2 separate regions of the Oryzias latipes genome follow, and region 2 is linked to region 1. A link is a contact called in public Hi-C data. All regions are on one chromosome and are shown on one strand. Each heading gives the region's core, a stretch centred on a gene start, on an enhancer-like site or on the middle of the called end of the contact. The rest is flanking DNA. Distances are from core to core; before and after follow the strand shown. Region 1 holds the start of eif4g2 (eukaryotic translation initiation factor 4 gamma 2). Region 2 holds the start of LOC110014539 (parathyroid hormone-like).

What was found. A called contact is a pair of places that touch in the nucleus more often than the background predicts.
Region 2: a Hi-C map of embryo shows a contact between it and region 1, with 2.5 times the contacts expected there. The contact joins the promoter of LOC110014539 here to the promoter of eif4g2 in region 1. A contact is called at or near these places in 2 of 5 Hi-C or Micro-C datasets (embryo and fibroblasts).

What each region holds. Positions count from the first base shown.
Region 1 is chr3:20,045,913-20,051,505 of ASM223467v1, reverse strand. It overlaps eif4g2 (eukaryotic translation initiation factor 4 gamma 2), which reads left to right and starts at 3,305. Exons shown (of 21, transcript XM_011490874.3): 1 at 3,305-3,499; 2 at 4,456-4,563; 3 at 4,680-4,736.
Region 2 is chr3:20,195,812-20,201,601 of ASM223467v1, reverse strand. LOC110014539 (parathyroid hormone-like) reads right to left here and starts at 3,546. Exons shown (of 3, transcript XM_020701306.2): 1 at 2,903-3,546; 2 at 2,729-2,816; 3 at 1,571-2,599. The coding sequence starts at 3,083. The coding sequence ends at 2,413.

The DNA of each region.
Region 1 (5,593 bases), core at 2,056-4,555:
ATCCCTAATAAATGTCTCAGTTTCCTTTACTATTTTTTTCCTTGTTGTCAAATCAGAAAAAGCACATCTAAGGCAAACCTTCTTGTAGATAAGTCGCTCCGTTGCTTCTGGAATGCATGACAACGAGAAGGACTCCACAATGCAAAACCTTGACATCCAATTCAGCTGGAAACCGTTCTTTTCATCACTAACACCTTTTCCTCTACAACTAAGACAGGTCAGACATCAACTGTAAAAAAATGAACAAGGGAGAACAGATCATACTTACTTCGAAGCCCATCGAGACGACTGTTGTTGTGATTTTGGGCTATACAAATAAAATTGAATCATCTGAAAGATGTTAATTACTAAGTAATTCGTGCAAAGAAAGTTGACAAAATCTTGTTGTGTACTGTAAAAAAATGAATTGGGTTCAGCAATAATCACATCTGCATTGAGCAGCATGCAGTTTGTGAAATGTTATTACATGTACCTTTCCACTTCCTACATTGGAATTAAGAAGTGATGCCTGTTGTCTGTTGCAGTTCATCAGAAATTACATTAGCTTGATTGTCTAACCTCCTACAGACATAATTGTTATTGGTTTTTATGCATAAATTTAATGTATATTTTACATATACTTTTCAGTTAGGTCATGGTTTGTCTGAAACATCATCAAATTTGATCGTAAAGAAATTTTAGAGTATGTTCATTTGTCGTAATAATTAAGATCAGACGTGTGTGTGCCAGAAAGACCTGTAGCGCCATCTACTGGCGCAGATGTTGACAACAGCTTTTGTGAAAATTAGGTGAATCAATGTTTTTCCCTAAAGTATTTAGTTATTTTTTTAAAAAAAGTTCAACAATATCAACATGGCCTTTTTTCTGTCAAAGGTTTGGGCTTAAAGAAGTCAGACAAACTGAAAAAGAAAGTTGTTTTTTTCTGGGTTTTGTTTTGTAGCCCCTAAATGCTGTGCTGAGAAACCCTAATGGGAAAACTTTTTAAAGCAGGTATTACACATTTTAATAAAAATGTTTTAATAAAATAAAGAAAATATAAAACTTAACCAAAAAAATATATTAACATGGCTCCTGTTCAGAAAGTTTAACAAATATTGAATAAAACAGACTTCAAATTTGTTATAGAATAATTTTGTATTTGTTATCATTTGATTTAGAGTAAAAAGGTAATGACCAGATCTGACGCAGTCTCAAAAGTTTTTGATTGTTCTGAGCTCTAATTAACTTACCGGTAGTTTGACATTTAAAAAGGCTATGATGTATTTTTAACGGATGATAGTAGGTAACTTTAGACACATTTGATGGATTTATATTCTGATCTTGTCTCTTCTTCATTTAATGTAATCAAAAAAACAAGTTTCTTAAACTATCATGGTATCACTACCAGCAGTCAAATCCCTTCACTGGAGACAAGAAGAGTTGACCAAATGCTTTGTTTTGCAGTTAAATGTCACAGGTCAAACAGGTTTAGCTTTGCTGATGGAAATTCAAAGACCAATGTCCTTTTTGATCAAAAGTCTTCAGTTTATTGTGCACACATGAAGGAGTTATACGACACACAGTCAATACAGAGTAGCCAGACAATCCAGACATGCAGGTTTGACCCTGTCTCAGCTCTGTGGAATCACAACAGCAGATAAAGTAAAGTTTGCACAACTGCAACTCTAGTGAACACATTTCCAATCAATTCTAATTAATATTTATAGAATCCTTTTTTTTTGTTTGTGTTTGTTTCACTTTCAATTCCAAATGTTACACCTGACTTTAGATATGAATGTGTCATCAGACAAACCTGAGCCACACAGAGGCATTATCTGTCTAATCTCTTTCTGCGTGTTTTTACGGTCTGGAAGAGACTCTTCCTGGCAAATCTATGCTTCAAGGAAGACCTTTTATTATTAACTAGACAGTCCAGAAATTCCAATAAAACGTGATCTGATGAAGTTACTCATATGTTAATTGGTGTCATTAAAAACTTTTGAGATTGTGTTTCAGGTTAAAATGATTACAAATTAGTGCTGGAAAGGTTTGTGAAATTACATTTTAAGAAGAGTCAATATTATTTGTGATGGTCAGTGCTGTTTGGCAAACAAATATGAGCTATCCGAGCAGTTTTGACCCAAAATGAAAGTAGTCATGTCGTAGGTCAGCCCTCCATATTTAATTTGTTAGTTTTGCCATTGAATCATCTTATGGTAGTGAAAAATAGCACATGGCTTTTTTTAAACTAAAACATAGAAAGTCAAATATATATATATATATATATATATATATATATATATATATGCACTCACTCACACACACGCATTGACTTGGGGTCACAAGGTCACAGAATGTCCAAGGCATAACACTTCTGTGACACTCGAAATGTATTTTTTCTATCTTAGAAAAGTCAATTATATTCCTTTTTTTCTAAAAATGATTTGTATAAATGATGTTTAAAAGTAATCCAAATATTATTGAAATGTGGGAAAATATCAATATTGACTTTAAATATTACAACTTTAAAGAATTAATTTTAAAATCAAGGCCTGTGGATATAGAATCTCCAATTTAAAACAAATAGGTAACCCAATTTTTTTTAGCACCATAATTTACTATTATATAAAATTACAACTAGGGATCCAAGAACGGTTTGCTTAGTTTGTTAAAAATCTTTACTCCCTTTAATAATAATAATAATAATTAGTATTGTTATTATTATTATTATTATTATTATTATTATTATTGTAGTTTTTGTTGTTGTTGTATTAATTATTATTATTATTATTATTATTATTATTATTATTATTATTATTATTATGACTTGAGCCATTTTTAAAATGTATTTTCTTTCTATTTTCTTTTTTATGTGTGTACCTGGCTCGAGCAGTTAACATTTGAATTGAGGAATTTTGAAGCACATACACTAGAAGAATTACACTGTGGCATTGTATTTATTTTTCTTTGTTTTGGATAGCACATTTATAGTAAAGAAGCAAAGATTACAATTTATATTTGTTACATAAACAATTTATGTAAATCTCCAACCAATAACTTTTCGATAAATTAAATGTATTTTGAAAATGTTGTGATTTGAATCAGTGTTTATTTTCCATGCATTTAACTTAGTATGATGGTTATAGAATTCCTCATCGTGAAAGGGTTCAAATGTTTTCAAACTTGTCTCATCGTTTCCCTGATAACACAGAACGTGCTGAAACTGTGTTGCGAAATGACGGCGTTGCGTTCTGCTTGGCAGCACGTCACGCTGGTGGGAGGGGCTAAAATATCCGTATATAAACTCGCGTCTACGTAACGTCCTCTAGTCAGCAGTATTTGGTCGATGTTTGCTCCGTCTGAGCAAATAGATTTCACAATTTAGAACCTAAAGGGAAAAAATAAACTAAAAGCGCTTCGGTATTCCGTAAACGTATCGAATATTTATTTTTAAACTTGTTTATTTATTTCGTTTTCTTCTGTTGAGAAAACAAAAGCGAGTCTGAGTCCTTTAGTGAAGGTAAGACGTGTCTTTTTTGTCTAGCTAACACACAGAAGCTAACATACCGTTCCAGGAGAAAGTTCGACGAAGTTACTGTGGATTAAAATAACGATCGATGTTTTGACACTTAAATTTTACCCTTTAGCTTAGTGTCACTAAAAAACTATACAGAATCCTGACTGTTATTTGTATTTAACATGCTGTTCTCTTACCGGCGGCCTCGAGAACAAAACCCTAAAGATGTCGCTGTCGACACTTCCGGTTTCGGAACAAAGGCCATGTAAATCTAAGCCTGTCTCGGTTGTATTTATTTCATAAAACTGGAATTAAACCCAGAATCGGCTCAATATAGACGTATTCTTGCGAACTATTTTGTCATTTATACTGAGTATTTCTGTAAACAGAGACGTTTGACGTATTTTTTTTGTGAAGTGTTCTTAAATAAAAAAAAAATGGGCCTTTCGTTCTTTCTCGTGAAGTTACTTGGGATTAGTGACATATCATATCCGTTGTTCTTTTTCGCTCTATCATAATCTGAGCTGTTGGGCCTTATTCTGCTTGTGGATAATCGTAGATCTTTTTTATTTTATATATATATATTTTTTTATTGGCGAGGGTTGGTTTGAAATGATGATCCACAGAGTGACCTATATATTCATTTTTTTAATAGTCTGTTAAATTCTAGAGCCTATAAATGAACAAAAAAGACTTTTAGTGCGACACACAACAAGACGGTCTGTATAGAAAAGGTTTTGTAATGACTGTAGCTCACGGTTTGCTGGAACAGTTAGCTTAATGCTAACCTCGACTGACTAGTCACGCAGGAAGTGTGTTGTGCGCTTCCCAAAATCTTGAATAAATTTAGACTCGTTTGAATTTTTTTCCTTTTTCTCTCTCTTAGAATTTATTTATAGAATTGGTTCTTATTTAACGGAGTTTTCTAACTTGTCTCTTCGTTTCTTGTTGTCTTCTAGGACGATCTTCTTCTGCCCCATTCCTAGAATTTGATTCTTACCACATATTCTTTGTCAAGCCGCCAAAGTGGAGAGTGTCATTGCGCAAGGGGGACCTTCTCGTTTCAGGTACTAAATGCACTTTACTAAAAATAAAAAATAGAATATTTATATTTTGCACTTTTTGTAGTTAAGGAAGTGTATTTAAAATGTATTGACCTAAAACTAATCTTTCTGGATCACAGTGTGGGCGGAGGAGGTGGGGGTGCACCTCAGCACTATCCCAAGTCTGTCTGCAACGGGTAATTTGACTTTATTTAATTTTTACTATCCAGAGCAGAAACCTATTTGTTAATATTTTTGATGGTTTGAAATTAAATAAATTAAATTTCTGCATATACAAATCTATGTAAAAACCACTGGTTTTTGTGTCCACAAATCTATAATTTTTCAATGATAATTAATAATTTGTTTTTATACTATCTCCCTATCATTTCTTCCATGGTTTGTTCCCTGCCTCATGCTGGAACAGTTTGTTCATTTGCTGTTGAGTCTATACAGACTGCAGCCTATTGTGCTTATTCCCTACCAGCGTCAACCAGCTCCATTGTTTCTTACTGTTATAAGAGTCTCCAACAACATCAAGTTAAATGTTATATCCAGAAGTCTTAGATTTAAAATGTGACACAAACTTTTTAGTTTTTATTTATTTTTAAACTATTACCAGAAATTTCTGGGCTGAGAAGAAAGGCATTCTTCTCGTCTAAAGAAAATAAAATTCCAAAGAATGGCAGACGGCAGCCTTGGCATGCATCATGTGTTTATCTTATGTCATCTGTAACAAACAGCCAAAACCCTCTCCACTTAGTAAAACAATAAATTTTAAGTGTAAACATCAAGCCTTGTGAAGGCCATGTCCATAAAAGCTCTGCCTAGGCTGAAAGACAAACTATGAATTTTGTGACAAGATCTAAACAGAACCCTGCTGGGAAACATGAATTTGCGTGAAAGACTTGAAGTTCAGAGCAACAGAAGTTGGTGCTTAGGCGGAATTATTACCAGGCACCTTTTGAGCTTTGTTCTTTTATTCTATGGTTGGTGTACAAAAATATGTTCTGCTATATCAGAAATTCTTTCATATCAGCATAAATATGTTCTC
Region 2 (5,790 bases), core at 2,297-4,796, 150 kb before region 1:
AACCCTTGTGTGTGTCTAAATACTTTGCTTGAGAAGACTGGAGCATTATGAACCATCAGAGAGAGCCCAGTGGAAGTTATAGAAACTAAAACAAGTAGCAAGTCTTCCCACAATTTCTTGCTTGATTTGTGTGTTTCGGTGTGTTTAAAAATAGTGAAACTAAATATCGTACAGAATTATTTAATTTTTTATAATAAATTTCAATATTCATGCTGTATTTATCCTTATTATTGGTATTATTTAAGTATAATTTGTCCTAATATAAAAAAACTTTGTTGGAATATAATTAAATGTGAGGTTCTCCTTTTGCAATTTCTTTTTGCATATTGTCAAGCTGCTACTTAACTGATACATTTTGTTGATCAAAGATAAAAAAAGCTTATCTTAGTGTATCTTGGCTCATCTAATGTAATCTCATCTAATTTTACATTGAAGCAAGTAAAGTAGTTCACACTTGAACATGTTTTGAAGATTCACAACTATAATTTGCTTGTGAAAGATACATTTTTTCTGTGTTTACATAAGAGGATCACAATGGATCAGTGGTTAGCACTTCCAGTTTACAGAGAAGACTGATTCAAATCTTAACAGGGTGTTTTCTGTGTGTAGTTCGCATGTATGTCAAAAAGCATGCTTCTTAGTTTAAAACCTCTTAGGTTCCAAACAGCCTTTGCTATGAATTGGCAGGCAGTTTTATGCATTTAAAAGTTTATTACTAAACACTTGTATAAATAAAAAATTTAAATGTTTTTTTCAAAGTAGCATTTTTATTCCTTACAGGAAAAAACACACACAACAAAAATGACCTACTTTAAAACAATACTTAGCAAAGATGCAATAAGATATATTTATGAGATAAAATTAGTGAGTCGAGAATGTCATGAATAATAGAATAAATAGAACCCATGTCTTGATTTCTGCTCTCATCTCCCTAACTGCAGGGGCATGAAATGTATTTTACATCTACATTTTAATACCAGTGAAGCTAATGCGTTGCGTTCTGCATAAAAAATTCTCAACAACGGAGGCAACTCTTTTGTATGGTTCTTTAAATCTCTATGTACTGTTTAGGAAAGACCGGTAGCATTTAATATACATACATTCATTGAAAAAAGCTTTATAATAGAAGTTTAAACCAACCCCTTCATTTGATAGTTTATGTTTCTCTGTCTCCGTGTTATGGTGCATAAGAACAATAAACTAATTAGACGTTAGTCTGAATTTGCAGGGGTTTTCCTTGCTCTCTTTGTGCATTATACTATACTGCCCCTTTTGTAGTGATTGTGCTAATCTCCTCGCTCCGTTGTGGCTTTGCGTGGCAAAAAGCTTTTGCAGGATTATTTCTATAATGTTGTATTACAAGTAAAAGCAATCAAGCATTCAAACATCTTTCTCTAAAGGTGTCCTTGTACTGCAAGTGAACAGAATGCTACAGTATAAAGGATAATAACTGTTGTTTGTGAATTTTATTATAAAATATCGAACTTAAGCACATTTTTAGATTTTGAAATGACACTTTTTATATAATTTTTTTTCTAATATGACCGCCTGAGTATCACTGAGATTTGAAATAACAGAAAAAGAGTGAAAAGCCTGTTCTAGTAACATCGCTTGATAGTTTTTAATACAACAAATCAAATTTCTGAGACATTTCTGGGACATTTAGACAGATACTTCTGAGTAGTGCTGAAAGATCAAACAACTCCAAGGTCAAAGGGTTTGTATCAAGCTTACCGTGTCCTGCAATGAGGAAGGAAAATACTTGTATGAACCTACCACAATGACATGACTGCAGATAAGAATGAACAAAACACCATGAAAGTTCATTTTATTGGTGATTGGAGGGCCCTATTTAGCTTCTTTTGACAGAAAGATGCTTTCTAATATTGGAGAACAAAGTGCAACATTTAAATGTGCTTTAAGGTTTGTGATCCTAAATCTAAGGAAGAGCTCCATGTTTTCATGTCACCTGTTGGAAAAAGGATTTTTAGGGAAGCTCTTCAAGTGGTACTTTAAAGGACCCCCCCCCAAATAAATAAAAAAGGTAAAACTCCCTTCTGAATGTACAAAATCAAAAAAACACAAGACTATCTTGAAAACTTTCACAGTAAAGTTATAAAATAATCTTAATGAAGTAGTGTTTTTATTTAGTTAAAATAAAAAGCAATTAATATAATTTCCCAAATGTTTCCAAATAAACCCCTCTTACTAAGCAGTAGAAGATTATGTAAATAATTTAACTATAAAAATACATATGAAAACTTAATATATTGAAAATATACGCAAAAAATAAACAAGAAAATAAATATTAAGAATAAAATACCGGACATTTTGTGAATTAAAATAAAGAAAGAGTGGCATAAGGTTTGGTTGTCGTTTTCATTTATGAAGAATAACAAAGAGTTGAACTTGTTATATGCTCTTTGAGAAATCACTCTTCAGCAAAAGACTCTTCACATTTGCAGGTTGCCCCTGTTGTGGTTTGTTGCTGGGACTGATGATTTTCTTTAATTTCTCCTGCAGCCAGTCCTGTCTGTCGCCCACTTGTTTGTGCTCCTGAAGGTTGTGCATAAGCTGCATCTCACTGATGGATCTCTTTCTGACCCCAAACAAACAAACAGACAATAGTTAAAAGAAGAAGAAATGGAAGAAAAACAAATATTAATTGCAGTTAATTATTAATTGGGTTGTTTTAAAATTAACCAAAGAATTAACAAAGTAGTTTTACCTCAGGGGTTTTGCTTCTGTGATGTAACAGGCAATGAAGACCACCAGAAGCAATGTCTCGAGGTACCTTATTGAAAGCATTTTAGAACCTGAAAGAAAATGAACCCCAGCATTGGTAACAGCAATCGTTCCTCAAACTCGCTGTATTACGTTTGATGCATTCCTCATCACCTACCTGGATTTTTGTCCTCGATTCCAAGAAAAGTGACTTTTTTTTTCCGAACTGGATCAGTCAACGCGTTGATCAGTCTTTGTTGGTGGGGGGCGAGGTTCTCTCTCTTATATACAGGGAGCCCTCCCCCAGTCATCAATAAGCAAATTTGACCGTTGATGTTGATGTCACTTCTCCAACGCATCAACGGGAGCAGCCATCTGCATGACACCACCTCAGCCACAATTCACCACTAACTCACTTTTCAACACCTTTGCCAAGAGCCCTGTTTGTCCCACAGTTTTTTTCAACTTGCTCCATTTTCACCCATGTTAAGCAGCGACACTCACATTATGGCGTGGGTATAGCATGTTACAGTTTGTCTTTGTTGGTCGGTAAAGCTTTAATTGCATATGCCTCTCGCAGAGGGACTGTCGTGAAAACATATACTCTTTGAAACGGCAATGACTGTCAAACTGAATTTATTGGCAATGTAATTTACTTTATGGTTCATCTCATGCAAGCATGTAAGGGTCACAGAGAGGTGTAACTGACCCATCCCCAGGGGAGTACAGCAAAATGTCTCGTACTGGTAATGGTCGTTGGCCATTTAACTTTGTGCTGTGTGGTTTTTGACTGAAAGTCTTTAAACATGTCTTCACTCTCATGTTCTCCAAACCACCAGTGGTGCTCTGGGTGGAGCATTTGGAGGAACCAATGCAATCTCAGTCTGGTAGCACCACCTTGTATGTGGATTGTCGCTGCTGATCCATCTGTAGTTTCACTCGTTGCATCAATCATATCACAATGACTGGACATTTGAAAAACATACAGTTAACCTCCTTTTGAAATGCATAGCATCACATTTGTGTGATGCATGAGTTGTGGATAACCTTGTCACGGTGTCACAATGTGCATTAGGTAACCATGAAAGACACTTTCTAAATGTGGCAGAGGAATGGCTATGCCACCACTGAAGGAATAAGTGTGACAAAAGGACCTATATCTCTGACTTTCCAGGCTTATACATGAATCCAGCTAAAGTTACCCCCAATTTAAGTACTATTTACATCTATTGTTCATGCCACTGAATTTCATTTTACACGACATACAGTTACCTTCCAAACCATTTTCCCATTGTCCCTATAGATAAAATCAAAGCCATGTTCTAAAGTTGAAAAGTTTGGGGTCAGAACATCAAAAAAAATAAAAAAAATCCTCCACTGAGGTTGTTAGAATGATAAATAGTAAATCCATGCAGGACTGCTGTGAGGAGCTGAGTCTTCATGTGCTCTCTCCATCATTCCTGTAAACAGCACCCAGGACCACCTGTGCTTTCAAGTAAGCTAGATTTTTTGCACACGTGTAGTATACTAAACCTAGTTGCTCTCATTACCTCATGCGCTCACAATGCGAGCCATGTCAGCTATGGTATGCCGCTGGTGTGCAGAAGGACTTGTCAGGGATTGATGGGAAGAATTGCATGTAAATCACCGACTTGGGTCACCCACATGTCACAAAGAAAGTAACTCACATAAAATGACTCATCTCTTTGAACTATTTTTAAGTTTGTTTGGCTGTAAATAGCTACCATTGTACATATTTGTATGATCAACTAATTTGAAAAGATTTTGTTCATTTTATGTTTTCTAGTTGGGATTTTTTTGTCCTCTGCTTTGTGATTTGCGGATAAAATTAATCCAGATCATTGAGGTTATCTTCAGGTCACACATACAGTGTGTCCACACGGATGCTGCTTCAGTTCTCTTGCTTCTGCATCAGATCTTAAATGGTAAATGAGAGAAATTTTGTTTGATTTCTATAAACCATCTGACCATCTACTTGGAGACATGTAATGAAAACTGATTCATTTTAGTAGCTGACATCATCCCAGTTCAGCACAAAGAAACCCATTATATTCATATTTAAGCAAAAGAGAAAACAATGTGACAAAAGGACTTTTCAATTTTTTCAAAACTGATTGCAGAAAAGCTTGTGGATTTTGTGGTCTTATTGGGCTTTCTCAGCAGGCTGTTCGCCAGACCACACGGGTTATTACTTTATAAAACCAATTTGCCAGTCTTGTCATTGCCACTTATGTGGATACGCACACACACATCAATCTATCACATATTTTTGCTCTGTCCATCTGACTCGCCAGCACAGGTGGCAGAGGTGTCAAGTTTGTATTGAGCTTCTCCTCCCGCTCAGAATCCCGTTTGAATCCAGAGAGCAAACAGATTGTCCACCAGGACAGGTGGGTGGGAGATTGCTCAGTTCTTTCTCTAGAATCATAAATCACCAATATATGTCTCATAAACAACATTGTGAATGTCAAATTTTTGAAATAGAATCCAAAATAAAAGCACATTTGAGCACTGAACCAATATGGTATGGTTCAATTAATTAAATGCAACATCCATGCAACATGAACAAGTAAGCCTGATTAAATATAAATGTGCACTGTGGATCCTAAAGGAAAATGTGAAAATTATCTAATCTCTTTCATCTGGTATTGTGAGCTGTCAGAACCACATATACACGGGTGCACTGGAATTAAAAAAACATATGCCTCTTCCTGTTTTCATAAACAAACACAGCCCACTAGTAGCGTTCTTAAAGACCCACTCCATTAGAAATCCTGTTTTTGGTGTTATTAACATGTTCTTGTAGTATTTTTCTCATGATGGAGAAATATATAAAATGTTTTCAGAATAAAACTGCATTTTTGAGTATTTCTTTATCCGTGGTGAGTCAGTAGCAGATCAAAAATCCATTTTGAGATGGGCAAGTCACAGTCTCCCTACTCTGCTCCATTCTGATACATCCACCACCTGCAGACAAATAAATATTTTAACATTGTCATTTTGCTCATCTCAACTGGCATCTGGCTCAAAACTGAATGGCTGGAT